Regions from separate parts of the Sus scrofa genome. Here region 2 is linked to region 1. The links are chromatin contacts, called in public Hi-C maps. All regions are on one chromosome and are shown on one strand. The core of a region is the stretch at or near the end of the contact, and the rest is flanking DNA. Distances in the headings are between cores, read along the strand shown.

Region 1 (4,253 bases), core at 971-3,470:
CATAACTGTTGCTAAACTTAATCTCCACATCAAATGCTCCACCTATGAGACTCAAATATCCCCACGAAGGAGCAAGTAAGGTAAATGAAGTTAAAGTTTAATTCATGGAAGTGGAGACAAGGTGATTTTAGCACCGACCTGTTTTTAAAACCATCTCTCATTCTATCCACTCTGTATTGGTCTCTAAAACAACATCTTAGAAAGAAAGGTGGAACTTCAGAGTCCCAAGAAAACTTTAATCTCTAAATTAGTCAACTTAAAAGGTCTTATACAAGTAACAATGGGATTAACACTGGCGACGTAAACTATTCTCGGGTCATCAGTGACTAATGCCACTTAACACATCCAAAACTTAAAGTTCTTGATGGAGTTATGTTTCAGTATCCTAAACCATTTGGAAAGATTACTCTGACAAACAAAAGCTTTCAGAAACAAAACTAAGCAAAACTCCTCTCTCTCTCTTTCCACTGTTGACTCCTGGACCTACCAAATATGCTTCCTGGCCACTTTGTTTCATTTTAGAGACATTCTCATTCCTCTTAGATAGCTTTACTGCACACCTTTTGGGATTTTTTTTTTTTTTTTTGATGTGCTGTTTCAGTATATTCAAACAAGTTTAACAAAACAAAGCCCTACTAACAAACTAGAAAAATACTTGACATAATATATTTATATCTTAACACATCAAAATTCTAATTCCACTACCAAAATACTTGAGTGGCTGGAGGGGGGGCACCCCCAGGCCCATTCAGCACAATTCAGGAGTCGCTGTTGTGAAACCAAGTCTGTCCTTCTCAAGGAGCTGAACTCTCAGACCCAGGTTCCTAAGGCCAGCTCCACACCCTCCAATGTTACACGGAGAGGAAAATGCTCCAATTCATGTGTGGCAGTGGCATGTGGTCTATTTAATTCTGGCCAGTCTGTGTAAATATAAGTAACACAGCTATTTTGACGCGGCAATCAAAGAATGCAAGAGAATATGAAGGAGGAACAAACAAATGATAAAATGAGCTCTTTTTTGAGGGGCAGGAGAAAGATCCTACCAAATAGCACGCATGCCTAGTTCCTTAAAGTAGCACTTACATTCCTAAACCAAAATACTCCAATCATATTAATAGGGCAGCGTGAAAAATAATCTGGAGAAGATCCTGTAGGGAGAAGACCCACCCTCCCATCGCCTCTCAGCAGTCCTTTAAGTGTATTTATTACATAGCCACGGGGTGCGAGCACCTCAATGTTTAAATCATCTTTAATCAAGATTTGAGACCTAAGGGCACGTTCGTGGGGGAAAATGCCTTCCGGTTGCACGTTTAATTCAGACTTTTGTGACTCTCCTTTAAGTCAGTGCTCTGCGCCGCCCAAGGTCCCGCAGCCCTGCCCTTTGTTACAGTATAGACCCTGCCGACAGGCTCGGCCCCCCGCCACGGACACCCGGGGCTTCCAGCTCCAGCCCAGATTGCATGCGGGTCCCACGGCGGACAAGCATCAGGTCCCACGGGCAGGACGCAACTCCACGCGCCTCAACCCCGCACAAGGATGCCCGAGCCGGTGCCCACCGGCGGCTAGCGCCCAAATCCGCGCGCTGGCCCCGGCCTGGGACCTAATCAGGTATGAACACTTATGTAATCGCGCAGGGGCCACGCCTTTCCCACCGCCCCACCTCCGCCCGGACAAAGTGAAGTTTAAAATAGAAACCAATTACCTGGCCTGGGCAGCGCCTCGGCGCCTGGAGCGCGGTCCGCGCAGCCACGCGCACCCAGGGCCCCGGCCCCCACTCCCCCGCCCCCACAGACCCCCGTCCCGGCCCACACTCCCCCTACCCCCGCAGACCCCAGTCGGAGCTCTCACTCCCCCGCCCCCTTCAGACTCCCGCCCCGGCCCTCATCCCCCACTCCAGCTAACCCCCTCCCGGGTCCCCACTGCCCCAGCCCCGAGCAGACCCCGCCCCAGTCAGGACCCTACTCCCAGACCAGGCCCTCACTCCCGGGCCAGGCCCCCCATTCTCCCGCCCCCACGCAGCCCCGGGCCCTGCCTGCCCCACCCCCCCAGACCCATTCCCCCGATCCGTCCCCGGCCAGACCCCCTCCCCCGGCCCGCACGGACCCCCGCCTTTGTTACGGTGCGAAGTTGGGCCGTGGGTCCCCGTCTCTTTCACTTCTTGGGTTACAGTGCAGGCTTGTGACGTCCGCTCCACATGACGGGGGCGGGGGGCGGGCACCGGGGGGCGGGGGCGCGGGCCGGGTCCTCCCCCACCTCTCCGCCCATCCCTCCCCGCCTACAGCCCTCCCCCAGTAAACTGGGCCTCCAGAGGCCGCAGCCCAAGCCGCGGGGCGGGCAGGTAAATACTACCCCCCTCCCCCCGTCAGGCGCCCTGGGACCAGCGCCGCACCCGCGGGAGAAACAGAAATAGGAATGATTTAATCCAGCGACACCTCCCCCTACTGCCCATTCCTCAATCCGCGATCTCACAGAGATTGGGGAAGGAGAGGGGCAGAATCGGGTAGTATTCGGATTTAGGGAGCGGAAATGGCCCGGCGGGCGACGCGGGCTGGACCCCACCTTGTAACCGAGTTAGGATCTTGCTGGGGGAGGACGAAGGTCTCCTGGGTTGGCCAGTGGACTATCGGGATGACCTCCGTGCGGCCCTGCAGGCGGACACACTGTGCGTGGACGAGGCCCGGGCGCGGGATCCCTCCCAGGGATCCCCCTGCAGGGGTCTCGGGGAAGGAGGGGGTACACGTGTGTCCTTAACCCGTTCCCTGCAGCAGCAGCATCCATCTCTGAGCGAAGCAGCAAAGCAACTCCAGCACTGAACAGAGCTGCTCCTTGGTCCCTTACACACACACACACACACACACACACACACACAGAGCACTACTAATATTCCTAGAGAAGTTGGTGCCCTACTAAACCCAGAGGAAACGTGGGGGGGCCCGTGACGCACTCCGCCGGTGAATGTGCCCATTGTGCCGGGGAGCCGTTGCCAGTGCTTCGCATTCTTAAGTAGGTGGGCAGTAAAATTGCACTGACCCTGGGCAGGTCACATTCTATAATTTGCCACGGCCTAAATATCAACTTCCAGTGAGAAAATAAAATTTGAAGTTGGAAGGTACATGCTGTCCTTCACTTTTTCTAGAGTTAACAACAGTTTCAACAATCCTGGACCTCGATACGCCTAGCGAGTGACGAGTAGAATCCATCACTCTGACCCCAGGCGCTCAGGGCGCGCCTGCCGCGTGGGAACGAGACGGAAGGAACCACACATTTCGATCCCCCAACCTCTGAGAAGCATAATCACATCCCTCCTTTTCTTCCCCTTCTGCAGGTTTCGACTTGCATCCGAAAGCACTTCTTTTGCCCGTTCTTTACAGAACACTCGGAGGAGGCAAGGTCTCTATTTGGAATGCTGCATGCCCACCTAGCTGCAAAGATTCAGATAATAGCGTGTCCGTGTATACAGCTCATAACTGTGCAAATCAGGACCCTGCGGATGCGCGGGGCTGGTCGGACTTAGTGTGCAGACACATGGGCGCATGCACGCGCGCGCGCGTACACACTCACACCCCAAATTACCTCCGGGATGGAGAAAGCCGCTGCGGATTGGCCCGGAGAGCCGTCACTCACACCCAGGGGGCAGGGAGACTTTGCAAGGCTGTTTCCTTCCACCACCCCCCCTTCATTTATTGGTAAAACAACAGCAGAGCTCTGAAAGTTAGCCTTCTGCACCGAGAGTTTGCCTTCTTTAAACGAGGGAGGCATCATACGATATCCATTTAAATCTATTTTCTACTTCCACAGTGGATGAAAGGGGAAATTAGCAATCGGGATGGGGGCGGAGAGGCAGCTCGCTGTAAAAAGGAGGGGGTCATCCGGGAGGGGTGGACGCAGGGAGAAGAGTTGTTCTCAACACCCAAAAGGGACTTTGACCTTTCATTGATCTCGAAATTAAAAAATGTTTTTCACAGGTCAGATTGTATCAAACGCCGGTCCTAATTGATGAACTCATTATTTTAATTTTATTATTTAAACACACGCCAGCAATCGTGTTTCCTTAAGAAAGAACTGACCTATTTTTGGCTGGAGATAAAGGATCATGTTAACAGATGTTAATCTTGTAATCTGTTTTTCCTGTAAGCACTTTACATACCCGGGTTTCAGACCTTAAAAATAACATCTTTTCCAAAAAGACCTGACGTCACAATTCACTCGCTGAAAAATCGCTCCCCCTCTCCAGTTTTTTTCCTCCGCAATGA
Region 2 (4,253 bases), core at 1,180-3,679, 36 kb before region 1:
AGGAGGTTCTCCTCTCTGGTTTGAAAAATCACTTTCCAACCAGTTAAATATGGCAATATCCAGGTGAACGGTATGCTCTCCTGTATTTTTACACAGTAAGCCAAGGTCTGACTCTAGAGGAAATCATGCCACTTTCTGCTCTGTGAAGTAAACCAAAGCAAAGCAAAGGCCAAATGGTTTGGGGCTGATTTTCCCCAAACCATCAAAGTCGGTTCCATCAAAATGGCATCCTGAAACAGGAATTAGAAGGTTAATGTTCAAATAACCGCTGACGTTTAGGGTCATTTGCATAACAACTATGCGAGTTTTAGTTTCTTTAAAGGGACCCAAACCAGACCCCAGACCCAAGGGAAGCTGGAAGGGGCCACAGGGAAGCAGGACTGGGCCTGTCCAGCACCTACTCTGCTGCTTCTCATTTTACAGAAGCAAAGCCCAAAGCTCACACTGTCTGTCAAATACATCTCTTCCATTCTAGTTCATTAATTAACCACACCATGATGCTAAGAAATAGGCTGGCTTCCCCATGCCTTGTGGTCTCTCCCTTTTCCCTAGGTCACCCTAGGGGGTGGGTGTCAGGAGCTTCCAGGAGGAGGAGGGAGCAGGCCTGAGACTACAGAAGGCCCTGCTCTCCCAGGGAGGGTTCCAGGAGAGTTGGGAAAATGTAAGGACTTGGTGATATTGGGAAGATGCCCTTAAAAAGAAAACAGCTCAGGGCAGACAGAACACTCAGAGTACTTATTTACAGGATATCCTGCCTCCAGAAGACACCTCATACAATTTAAAAAGTCGCCTCCTGAGGGCGACTGTGAGGCAGCGCTTTCTGCCCAGCTGCTGGGCAGACCGGGGGCACAGGCCCTTGGGTGCCGGCCTGGCCGTCTGTCTCAGCAAACTGCCCATTTGTCCTCTTGCACACAATGCAGTGGGCCTTCCCCTGTGACACTGCAGTATTATGAGCCATGAATTAAAATACACCATTAACATCCTGCACAAGCTTATCTACTGCGGAGACAAAAAGCCCATTCTTCGAACAAATGGGGAGAAATTCCATGACAACAATGAGGAGTTCCTCTCCCCACATGCCAATCTGCCTCAGATTAACAATCCCAGGCTCAGAGTCCCTAGACCTGGGTCCCCAGCCGCCCCATGAAGTGGCGCATTCACAGCTCGGGGAGCGAGGGCGCTGATGGCAGGGCCAATCAATAATCCATTATAAGCAAACCTTGGTTCCACTCTAACAAGGAGAAATGAACGCAGCAGCCAGAATCGCTGCATTCACCGCCCTGCTCCAGCCCCGCCCCCACTTGGGGGCGGGGCACAGACCCCCTCTCCCGGGGCGTGGGGTGCAGCACTCGAGCCCCACTGACCGGTTTCTGAGCAGCCCTGGAGAACAATGTGCTGGGACATTTCTGCCAAAAGCACTCGTTTTCAAGGTAAGCCTCAAAAATGCTTTGTACAGGACATGAGGTGACAAAATTCCATCCTTCAACAAAGCTTCCTTTTAATTTCTTAGCGCCCCCACCCCCAATAAATCAACGCCAGTGCCAACGGGGGGGGGGGCGCACATGTAACTCACTGTCCCTAATAAGGGTTTATTATGCAAACTCGGCACAATCACAATCGTTTAAAAGCAAGACTCCCTTCGATTCTGTACCTCACTTACAGCAGAAACACAGAGGTGACCTAAACGTTAATCAGCAAGTAGCTTCTCGTTGATAAAGTAGTTTACCACCATGTGTCAAAAACCCAACACACGCCTGGCCGAGGACAGACAGACACCATCTTCACCTTCCGACAGAACAAACCCTAACAGCAAAGACAGTTCACGACACACTTGCTAAACAAAATACAAATTAACATTAATGTACAAGCTCTCTCCTCCTACTAAAATATAAACGTTCGTAGTCCAATCTGATCTTACAGGGAGGGAACCAAAAAAAAAGCAGATGAACACACAACATAATTATTGATTACATTCAGAAAAGGCCAAGAATGAAGGAGGGAGGATGTGTCAGTTTTCTTTCCCCTGCCACGAATAACAGATCCTGGCAAGTCCAAAATGGTTCTGGAGACTTTAATAAAGAGGCATCAAAATAAAACTAAAGGTGCTGGCTTTTTTCTCTCAAGAGGAAAGAAGCGTTGTTTTACTTGCTTTTTCGTCTGCTCTCCATAATGAACACACTACGGATAGCCTTTATTTACTATTTCTGGAGTCTGTAGTGATCTTATCAATCTATTTGTCCTTATAAGAGTGAACTTAACAAAAAAAAAAAAAAAAAAAAAAAGGAAAGAAAGAAAAAAAGGAAAAGCATGGGAGCCAGAGCTGGCTCTGTGATTTTCTGCAGATAGGTGTCCGCTGGAGCCCCTGGCCAGCCACAAAGAGCTGGGATCTGGCAGCAAATCCAGCTTCCTGCAGAGGCCAGCGCTGCCGGCCTAGTTAATGATCTTGTCAACATTTCCACCAAGAGCTGCATTTCCAGAAGCTTAGACCTGCATCTCTCCCAAACGGGGCGACTCCATGAAATCTGTCGTCACCGAGGGGTGCTGGGCGCTTTACAAAAAACAGAGGAAAATAACTCGCTATTCAGACAGGAACCACAAAAGCACAAGTTTTTACTTTCACTCTTTTTACATCCTGCATCAAGCTGATTAAAGCCAACGTTTCCACTAATACAGAAACACTGAAAACTTGGGGAACGCCAGGGAAAATGAAGTCTCATTGATTTCTTTTTTTAAACAAACATGGAACATCAAAAGGCCTTCGATAAACTGCAGGGAAAATGCCATTTAAAAGTGGCTTTATAGGTTTTGACTCAGCCTAAATTCAAAAGTGTAGACACTGCCACCAATGTCCAATAAAAAAAAAATTTTTTTAGAAATTATCAGCAATGAAAACAAAAGAGTCATGGGCAGAAACTCACTGTATTTTCTTGCTATGGAACACTTCCTAGTCAACCAGCCACACCTTTCTGAAATGACTATTAGCTGACTATAAATGTATTTGAATTAAAATTTGTTTCTAGAAATAAAGCTGTATTTTATTCCACATAAATCAACAGCACAGGGCAATATTTACCCCCAACACTCATACACATACACTGACCTGTTTTCCAGCCTCTAACCTAAAACCAACACTTCTCTCTCAGTATAAGAAAACAGATCGAGATTAATACCTATCAAATGTTATCTCTTTCTCCTGTGCTTTTTGTGAGAGCACTTAGAAGTCACCCCACAAAATGAAGGAAAGAATTGTGCCCAAGAAAACAAAGAGAGATGACGACGTGCAATAAGCCGTAAAATATTCTGTTAAACATCACCTTCTGAGGTCGTTCTGTTTAGCACAGAACTCAGCCGCCCAAGACCCCTTTATTAAGAGCACCCAGAGGATAAATACTTCAATAATCAATGTTACTGAATTCTAAGGAAACATGGTCTGTAAAAATACCCTGAATCGAGGACATTTTGGTAGGGTTTGGTAGGTAAGATGTTGTTGGCCATTGTACTAACACCAATCAATACTTTAAGAGGATCAAAAGTCTAAGAGGACAAATCTTCCCCAAACTGTTTTTCTCTATAACGTGCATATACTATACAACCCATTTAAATTTTCCAGCGCCATTACCACCAGTAGCTGCTGTAACCTGACCAAGCCGATCACTAACAACGCAGCACCTCTGAAAAGCAGCTAGACATCTCCGGCTCTTAAGGGGAGTGAACCATCAGAGAATGTTTACAAAGAGCAGTTCTTGACAAGGACATGATGTCACAGGGCTCTAGGAGTCACCCTGCCTTGCTCTCTAAAAATATATTTTCAAGCACAGTGAATGACACGTCACTGCAAGTTCTAAGTTTCGAAGATAAAGGACCCTCTATACTTCCTCTGCAAGGGAAAAAAGATAAACAGGCAAAATTCCACATTAAGTCCCCATAATAAGGTTATTGTGTGATTCTCAAGTTAAGACAATTCTGCACCTGAAGCCATTAGAAATGTTCTTGCAGAAATGAGGAAGGCAGTGTTTTTCTTCCCTAAGCCAGAACATCTTACCCAGCAACAGCTTTTGGAAACAGTAAATATAAAATATAACCAGGCACATTTTTTAATTTGAAAGCGCCTAGCACACCACTCCCCGCCCCGCAACCCCACGGTCCCTGGAGGGAAAAGACAACAAACTTGAAACCGGGTCCCTCTGCCCTCAGCACAGCCTAAGATTATTTGGGAAGAGCTCAGCTCTGGCCTGCGGTGAACAGAGGCAGCG

The links. A called contact is a pair of places that touch in the nucleus more often than the background predicts.
Region 2: a contact with region 1 is called in a Hi-C map of epiblast stem cells, with 2.0 times the contacts expected there. The contact joins the enhancer-like site here to the promoter of ZNF516 in region 1. A contact is called at or near these places in 1 of 5 promoter capture datasets (liver), 11 of 47 Hi-C or Micro-C datasets (adipocytes, alveolar macrophages, embryonic fibroblasts and 5 more) and 2 of 2 datasets of contacts at active chromatin or transcription factors (alveolar macrophages and skeletal muscle).

Annotation. Positions count from the first base shown.
Region 1 is chr1:147,985,627-147,989,879 of Sscrofa11.1, reverse strand. It overlaps ZNF516 (zinc finger protein 516), which reads right to left and starts at 2,220. Exons shown (of 7, transcript XM_021099077.1): 1 at 2,104-2,220.
Region 2 is chr1:148,021,402-148,025,654 of Sscrofa11.1, reverse strand. All of the region lies in intron 1 of ZNF516 (zinc finger protein 516), which reads right to left. Among named protein-coding and RNA genes, the nearest start is that of ZNF516, 36 kb to the right of the region's middle. Within about 2 kb of position 2,429, at least 36 of the 83 cell types and tissues checked have an H3K27ac peak or open chromatin away from gene starts, as enhancers often do. A contact at or near this core is called in alveolar macrophages, epiblast stem cells, liver and 2 more, where this site is marked.